Linked DNA regions of Mus musculus: regions 1 and 2 are each linked to region 3. Evidence: chromatin contacts called from public promoter capture Hi-C data. All regions are on one chromosome and are shown on one strand. Each heading gives the region's core, a stretch centred on a gene start, on an enhancer-like site or on the middle of the called end of the contact. The rest is flanking DNA. Distances are from core to core; before and after follow the strand shown.

Region 1 (2,700 bases), core at 122-2,621, 2.0 Mb before region 3:
GGTTTCTCAACAGGGCACATGCACCTCTCCACCTTAAGAGTACAACCACTGAGCTCTGCCTCGAAGGCTCTGTCCTCAGAAGCTGGGAAGTTACCTTCTGGGGATGCTCAGGATCAATGGTTTGTTTACCAGGCTGGCCTCACTCAGCCAAGGAATCTTGTCAAACTTTGGAACAAAAGCCTACAGAGAGAGAAATGGAAAGAGATCAGGTTGCAGAGTTTATCACACTTCCGAAGACTAAATCTTAAAGGGAGTCACAGGGCCAGAGAGATGCCTTGGTGGCTAACAGCACTCCTTCCTCTTGGAGAAAAGCCAGGTTTAGTTGACAGCACCCACAAGCCAGCTCATGACTGCCTGTAACTATAGCGGCAGGGGACCTAGCACCTTCTTCTGACCTCCACAGACACCTGGAGTCAGGAGCACATATGTAGACATAATTAAAAACAAAATATTAAAAAAAAGTTAAAATACTTGACCAGTGCTGGTATTACAATAAGCAAAGTAAGCTAACAGCAACCACACAGCAATCAATACATTGCAAACTATTTTAACACGAGAGTCCTCCAACCATTCCATAAGGTGGCCAAGAACAAATAAGCGCCTTCTTTCTTTTACAGACAAAGAATTCAAAGCCCAGATAGTGTGAATATGAATAAATGGGTTCATGCTTTCTGCCTCTGTGTCCACACTATTTAACAGTCTCTATATTTTAAATTCTTCGAGCTTCCATCTATTTATAAATCCTGTGACACTTCCAAGACCCCAGTTGAAAATCAGCAATCTCTCGTCCCAAAGGCTCTCCACCCTCATCTCTTTTAGGTGGCAAAGTCTAGGAAAGGATCCAGCTTTGGAGCCATCCACATTTGGATATTTCTGATCTACTTGCAATTACTAACCAGCTGCCTGACTTTGGTCAAAAACAAACTAATGATCGCATCGTCTCTGTGCAAGTCAACGCACAGGATGCTATGTGAGATCTGGGATCTCCCCGACTCCCCCCCCCTTTTTTTTTTTTTTTTTTTTTTTTTTTTTTTTTTTTGGTGAATACCAGAAGCCTGGTTTGGCACCTATAGGAGGAGGGTTTGGATGCATGGAAAGTCCCTTGGCTGAGAGCCTGTCAACACATGTCATGGTAACCTTGCAGTTACCAGTCTTCCACCAGCCCCGCGACTCTTCCTGCCTTCTCCTGCCTTCCACACCCTGTGAAGTAATTCCCACTGAGGGATTTGCTTCCCAGGCTTAGCATTCCACTAGGAGCAGATTGCCAGGAGAGGAGCAATCAGTAGAGGGCAGCAGTGACCTCGCGGTGTGGAGTCTCGGGGCGGGACGCTTTGGCCGCCGAGTGCTGCGGATCCGGAAGTGCTCCTCCACAGTAGTCCCCTTCCAAGCCGGCGTCCCGGATGTAGAAGTAGCTAGGCGGCCGCTCTTCTCGGTCGTGCACCCCCCTAAAGAGCTTGGTGCAGGTGGGTTCCGGCGTCCTTCGCTGTGAGCGCTTCCGGCTGATCCAAGGCTGGGGCGGGGGTCGGCAGCGGCGGGCGGGGCAGGCCGGTTGGGTGAGTGGTAGCCCAAGACCCTTCGCCGCCCGGTGACGGGGACCTTTCAAATCCCGAGGTCCCAGTGCGTGAGGGCCGACTCCAGGGTGTACGGCTTTTAAAGCAAAGGTCTATCCTAGCCTCCACGAAAAATACAGACGGTCCGGCAGGAAGTTCTTTCTCGAATTTGCTGAATGACCTCTGTGTTTACGACTGGGATGATTGTTTTCTTGATCCTGCGCTAGAGTTTTGCTGTTTCAGTTAATTAGGATGATATAGCACTTTAAAGGATAGTAAGTTCAGCTAATGAACAAAAAAGATTTGAGTTCTTGGTTTGGGCTAAAACTATAGAGAGATCATGCCCTTTTGTACGGTGCAGGTTATTGTCATTCGACCGATAACTTATTCAGATACCTTTGGGGACCTAGTAACGGCTATGGATGGATTCTGTCCCTATAAATTTGCGTAAGTTGCAAATATAATCATGCAAAAATAGTATAAACCTTAGAGTGTATGAATGCCCAAGTTAAGACTGGCTTAGAGAAGGACGACCAGAAGCAGAGACTTTGACACTAGACTTTTGTAGGAGGTCTGGCTCCACGCTGTTAGCCTGGGACCTAAATACTCTACTGTTTTGAAACTCAGATGTCTTATTAGGTAAACTCATAACTGGTATTAACTTGTAAGGCTGTGACAGTTAAAGAAGGTGCATAAGACATTTAACATTCTGAGTTAGATGCAGATATCAATTATTAAGACTACACTTTAAAATGTGAAGGCTTAATGCCGCATTATGTCACCAGACACAATTTATCTAGGCTTTCAGTAAGCCAAGTTGTTTTTTATTGTATCTGATGCCAGCTTCCATATATTTACAGTTCTCTCTTCTAGGAATTTAGCTGTGTTGTCCTGACCCTCAGGACAAACTCATCTAATGCAGGCTCAGCTTGTACTGAAGGCTTTGTAAACAAGGAAAGTTCTGTAGGGTATCAGCATGGCATTTCCAGAGAGTTCTTAATCTACAGATTTATCAAGAACCAGAACCCCATGGACGTCCCTGAGGGAGATTGAGCCAACCTGGATTTGAGGAAAGAATGAGATAATGTGTGCTCAACGTGTAACAGACACCCCAGAAGTCAAGTGGCAGAAGGTTTTATATGAGCGGCAG
Region 2 (2,700 bases), core at 67-2,566, 2.4 Mb after region 3:
GGTAGGCCCGGGACTCCATTTCTGCATTCAAGAGTTAGCAGACAATCAGGTGTCAGTGGGAACTAGTCTGTGAGAGGGCGGCTCAGGCACACACACACACACACACACAAACCTGTTTAGGTCAAAGCACTGTCTGCTTCCAGCTGGAAGGAAGGGGTTCAGAAAGGTGGCTGGCTTATTTAATTATTACAGAGGCTGAGGGCAGATAATTTATCTGGCTAACTTCAAATATTTAAAGAGCCCCCTGTGGCACGGAGACCAGAGTAGTTTTCACAGAGCCTCTGTGCAGAAGGGCAGAACTTAGAACAGTGGGTAAATATCCCGGGAAGAGGTTTCAAACAGCTCAGTGATGGGCAGAAGTTCCCACTGCCAGGACTGTTTGAGCACGGAATCAGGACCAGAGGAGGGCGGTGCTGATTTGCTACCACATCAAAGTATCTCAGCCTAGATAGGAAATTTAAATAGTTAGCCCAAAATAGTTATCACCTGGGTTTTCCAGATTCATAGGCGCTGTCCACAAGCTACTTCAGAAACTTAACAGTTTTTCTGCCTCAAAGGACCTCCCAAAGCCAAGTCCATGATGCAGAGAGGGGCGTGCCTGGGTGGCAGAGGCCAACCCAAACCTGGCTGGACTTCTCCTCGCCTCTGGGTCGCAAATCCTCTCTATTCGAAGCCTCCTCAGGCTGGTACAAAGAGGTTCCCCAGAAGAGACTGCGGGCAGCTGCTGGGTATGCAGAGAGTGTGCATCTGTGAGCTCCATTTCCCGGGACTTCCCAAGCAAGGATCTTCCCGGAGTTCAGAGTCAGCTTCTTCAATGTTTCTGGGGTGGGTGGAGGCATGGGGAGGTAGGAACACTCGTGAGGTCACAGGAGTCCCGGGACCTGAACTTGGCCGCGGCCTGTGCCCAGCTGCGGGGCGGGTGGTGGGAGGGGCCGGCACGAAGGTGCTCGCCGCCGCCCTTGCCCGCTCCAGCCATCTTGTCCAACCCTCTCCCGCCACCCCCGCCCACCACTAAGGTCCTCGGTCCACCTGCGGGGCGGCGACAGCCCACGCCGCCTACCTCCCCGGCCGGCCCGCAACAAAGGCGGCGGCGGAGGCGACACTGCCACCGGCGGCCCCCGCCCCACCGTGGCCCAGCCTCCTCCGCCGGCCTCGAGGACGAGCCGCCCGGATCCCGCAGCCCGCGCGCACTCACCCCGGCCGAGCGGGCGGCGTCGCCGCAAAGGGCGACGAAGGCTGTGGCCCGGCATTCACCGCGCCATCGTCTCCACCGCTCCCGCCGCCCCAGCGCGGCCCCTCGGGAGGGAGCGAGGACACGTGGTGGGAGGGGAGGGGTGGGCGGAGCCCAGGGTGTTAGGGGCGGGCTAGGGGCGGTGACGTCAGCAGGTCTCGGCGGCGCTTCCGGCGACCTCGGTGCTTCGAGCCGCGTTAGCCCGGTGGCTGGCTCACTTGCGGCCGCCGAGGTGGGCATTTGCTCGGAGGAACACCGCAGCCTTTCCGCTCAGGCATCCAGAAATGCTCTGTGCGCGGAGGGGTGACCGGGCTCATCGTTCTTGTTCTGTCCAGAACGCTGATCCAAGCATACCAAGAAGCGAACTTGAAGATTTTTGTAGTATTGCCCTTTAACTCCCAAGCATGTAGTTTCCTGGGCGTAGTAGGTGTGAAGAAGTTTTTTCGAGTTGTTTGCCCACAGCTCTGTGGAGAATATAGCAACCATGTTCCAGGAGACCTCGAAAATCTTCTTATTTCAGAAAAAGATTCTACAGTCGGAGATCTGTTTGGACCTTGTTTAAACAAACACCACACACACACACACACACACACACACACACACACACACACACACACACACTTCATACTTATTGAAAATACTAAAAGATTGAGTTCAACTTGGGGGTTGGTGATTTATAGCCAAGGAGAGGAAGGGGTGTGGATGTCAAGAGTGTGGATAATTACTAAGAGGAATTATCAAAGATTGAGGGATTCTTGCTAAACCCACTAAACTGGATTCTGGTTGAAAGCAGACCAGGGTGATCAGATAACAAATGTGCTAAACTGACTTAGGATTCTTGCTTAAATAAGGCTGGGCAAGCAGAGGTGGGGGTGGGGAGCACGGCAGCAGAGGCAGCTCAGGAGAGGGTTCAAGAGCCTGTGGTTAAGAAAAGAATCGTTTTTAAAAATCAAAATATTATTTTAAGTAATATGTGCATGGGTATGTGCTTATGCCTGAAGGCTAGAGTCATGGGATACCACTGTGTTGGAGTTACAGGTAGCTGTGAGCTGCCTGATCGGGGTGCTGGAAACTAAGCTCTGATCCTCTTCAAGAGCAGTGCACTTAACACCCGAGCTGCCTTTACAGCCCCCAGGAGAAGCTGTTGTTAAACATTTTACTTTAAACTTATTGCTTCTGTTCACTAATGTGTGTGTAAGCACAAATGCCAAGGCATAGATGAGCTGTGCTTTTTAATACATATAGTACGACACAGAAGACTCACTCTTGAAATGTTGTTATGGCTGACAAGAGCAAAGAGCAATGATGGCTTAATCACTGCACAGAGATTATTGATATATTGAAAGAGAAGGTTAGGATTCCTTTGTTGTTTTAATGGATAGCTCTTTTGATGTATATATTTATTTATTTTTTTAAGAATCAGGAATGGTGGCTTAAATTAATTGATATTCTCATTTTTAACTTTGCTG
Region 3 (2,700 bases), core at 54-2,553:
AGAAGAAAACCTGGAAATGAGATTTGCGTTTTCAGTAGGTAGCAAGGTAAGGTAGAAATGGTACTCTAAATGTAGTGTGGTACCTGTAATACTGAGGGGAGGGTAAATAACAGATATCTTCATTCCCTCTAAGCCTAGCAGTCTGAGACACACATTACATAAATAAACATCTTTTGAGTAGGAAAACAGTTGTTTCCAGGAGGAAATTCCATAAAAACAACCCTTCTCGTTGACACACAAAAATTCCAGCACTGCAAACTCAGGATTACTGCAAACCCAAGACCAGTCTGTTTTGTATAGCTAGTATCAGGCCAGTCAGGACTACCATCTAAAAAGCAAAATAATTCCATATCCACACACGGAGTACTTTAAAAACGGTCATCAGCACCACGTTGGATTTTGCTAATGTCTAAGGAATGACTTCAGTGTGAGAGAACTTAAGTTATACTATGAAACATCATTCGTGCAAGGTTTGAACTTTCACTAAATGTAATGGTATTTTCAGTTTTTGGAGGGGTGTGTGTGTGTCTGTTTCTGTGTGTGTAATTTTAAATAGAAGGTATGATCAAAATCATAAAATTAAAATCACCTTTTACATGAAGGGAGTCGACTTCCAATTACAAACACAAAAGCATTACATAATTATTCTTTGCACCTAACTCCACACAATTACAACTCGATTAAAGCCAATACCTGAAGCACCGCCTTGTAACTTAAAAGGGAAACGGGTTCGAAAGGGGAAAAGCATTTTTGTTTACAGACCATCCTTTGAAGATGTGGTACCACGGAAGAACTACAACTACATCCTTCAGCTCTCACGCTTCATCCAGATACTGAGCACCAGCGCGGGCATCTCCCACACTTAGGCAAGTGCGACCGACCGGGCAAACTTAGGAACAGAGAACTAAACTTAAGGCATGAGAGCACTCATCATTTTCAAACGCTCCAGTCGCAATCGTCCGACAATGCTAGGCGCGCCTAGCCCCTCAACCCACGGTTGTCCTCGTTCCCTTAACCATCACCTCGCAAAACAAAACAGAGTTCGAATCCCAGGCTGCCCGCGTCAGGGCGGAGCAGGCTCGCGACACACCCCCCGCTCAGCGCCCTCCAAGGATATGAGGAGCCGGGGCAGCACCGAAGGCAGCTCCCGACGGCACATCTCCTCCGACCAGCTGCTGAGTTCCTCCAGCACGACCCCGCTCGCCACCTCCGCATCGTCCTGCGACATTCTTTCGCCACCCCCGAGAGACGAACGAATCCGCACGACTCCCGCCACAGCTTGGAACGCCGTCCCAGCAGGCTTTGAGAGAGCTCCGCCCCCACCAAACCATAGAGAGGAGCACTCTCGCCCCCAAGCGTCGGGGCCCTCTCTAGCTATTGGAGGACTCATCTCGTTGGTGTTCGCCGTAGGCTGAAGGCGAGTTTCTCCGGTAGTTTGTTCGCCCTGGCGTCTGACTTTCCAATGCTGAGACCAGAAGTCCTCAGGTTTGCTATCCTCAGTCCGGGGGGACTTTGAGACGACGCGTAGTTTCAAGGGTGACCTGGGCTGAGGCCAGGAATGACTCTACTCCCCTGTGAGGTGCGTTCGAGAATAGGAATGATTTTACTGGCGTGCGTGCTTCCGTTCCTACGGCTCCTGCCAAGTGAACGGAGATCCCACCGTCCAGAAATGTGCAAATTAAAACGGGTGTTATGGTCTGGCATATTGCCGGAAATGTTTCTATACAATCGATTATACTTTCCACAGTCCTAGTCTTTATTCATCCCTCCAGTCACATAAGGTGTAGAACTACGTACACATAAATGTACCGTTTGGATGAGTTTGCACACACCAGATCACACACACCTGTGTGTGTTTGAAAATGGATACCCTACTTACCCAAATAAAACCTTAAACTGTTTTTGCGAGGCAGAGATGAAGGAACAAACCTGGATGCCACTGTGAACAAAGAGAAAATAATTACTGTAGATGCGTCAGAAATTTAGGAAGATGAAGGTGAAGATGCCTGAGCACAAGGCAACTAAAAGACCAGGCAGGAAGCTGGGCATGGTGGCGCACGCCTTTAATCCCAGCACTCGGGAGACAGAGGCAGGTGGATTTCTGAGTTCGAGGCCAGCCTGGTCTACAAAGTGAGTTCCAGAACAGCCAGGGCTATAGAGAAACCCTGTCTCGAAAAACCAAAAAAAAAAAAAAAAAAAAAAAGACCAGGCAGCAGGTAGCTAGGCTGTCCTGTCTACAAATCTTGGGGTTTATTGTTCTGGTGAAGGTGGTAGCTGCTATAGCTATTCTTTTGTTTGTCTTTATGTTTTATCTTCTACTTTTGAATACTTAAGGCATCTGTGCATTTTGCTAAATCGCATACACACAGCCTTTTTTTGTTTTTGTTTTTAAACATTTTCTTTTCCCCCTTCCCTTTCCAGGGCTGAACTGAAAAAGGATCAAAGGCGTCTAAAACGTCTTTGGAGCCCCCTCTGAATACATCTGATGGTGTATACGCAGCTAACAGACATTGGGCGCAACAGAACTAATCGACTGTGTGATCGGTTATGCCATTAAATTCTTTCTAGAAGCTGAAGCATCATCCTTTGGTAAAAAAACGGTGTGCATAGAAAAAGAGGATGGCCTTTCAATTCAATTTCAGCATAGAAGAAGATCTGGAAAATAAATTAACATCCCTCGATGATGGAACTTGTGTCTTA

What was found. Promoter capture Hi-C pulls out the DNA fragments that hold promoters and counts their contacts.
Region 1: a promoter capture Hi-C map of liver shows a contact between it and region 3, with 2.9 times the contacts expected there. The contact joins the promoter of Pigc here to the promoter of BC055324 in region 3. A contact is called at or near these places in 3 of 39 promoter capture datasets (liver and pre-B cells) and 1 of 484 Hi-C or Micro-C datasets (uterus).
Region 2: a contact with region 3 is called in a promoter capture Hi-C map of pre-B cells, with 8 times the contacts expected there. The contact joins the promoter of Pogk here to the promoter of BC055324 in region 3. A contact is called at or near these places in 2 of 39 promoter capture datasets (liver and pre-B cells) and 1 of 484 Hi-C or Micro-C datasets (liver).

Annotation. Positions count from the first base shown.
Region 1 is chr1:161,967,817-161,970,516 of GRCm38.p6, forward strand. Pigc (phosphatidylinositol glycan anchor biosynthesis, class C) reads left to right here and starts at 1,372. Exons shown (of 2, transcript NM_001039045.1): 1 at 1,372-1,463; 2 at 2,424-2,700. The coding sequence starts at 2,635. 4930558K02Rik (RIKEN cDNA 4930558K02 gene) reads right to left here. Exons shown (of 7, transcript NM_001204904.1): 2 at 95-180.
Region 2 is chr1:166,408,512-166,411,211 of GRCm38.p6, forward strand. It overlaps Pogk (pogo transposable element with KRAB domain), which reads right to left and starts at 1,317. Exons shown (of 6, transcript NM_175170.4): 1 at 1,196-1,317; 2 at 487-820; 3 at 1-21. The coding sequence starts at 505.
Region 3 is chr1:163,993,493-163,996,192 of GRCm38.p6, forward strand. BC055324 (cDNA sequence BC055324) reads right to left here and starts at 1,304. Exons shown (of 24, transcript NM_201364.2): 1 at 1,118-1,304. The coding sequence starts at 1,228. It overlaps Mettl18 (methyltransferase like 18), which reads left to right and starts at 1,397. Exons shown (of 2, transcript NM_027279.3): 1 at 1,397-1,579; 2 at 2,422-2,700. The coding sequence starts at 2,620.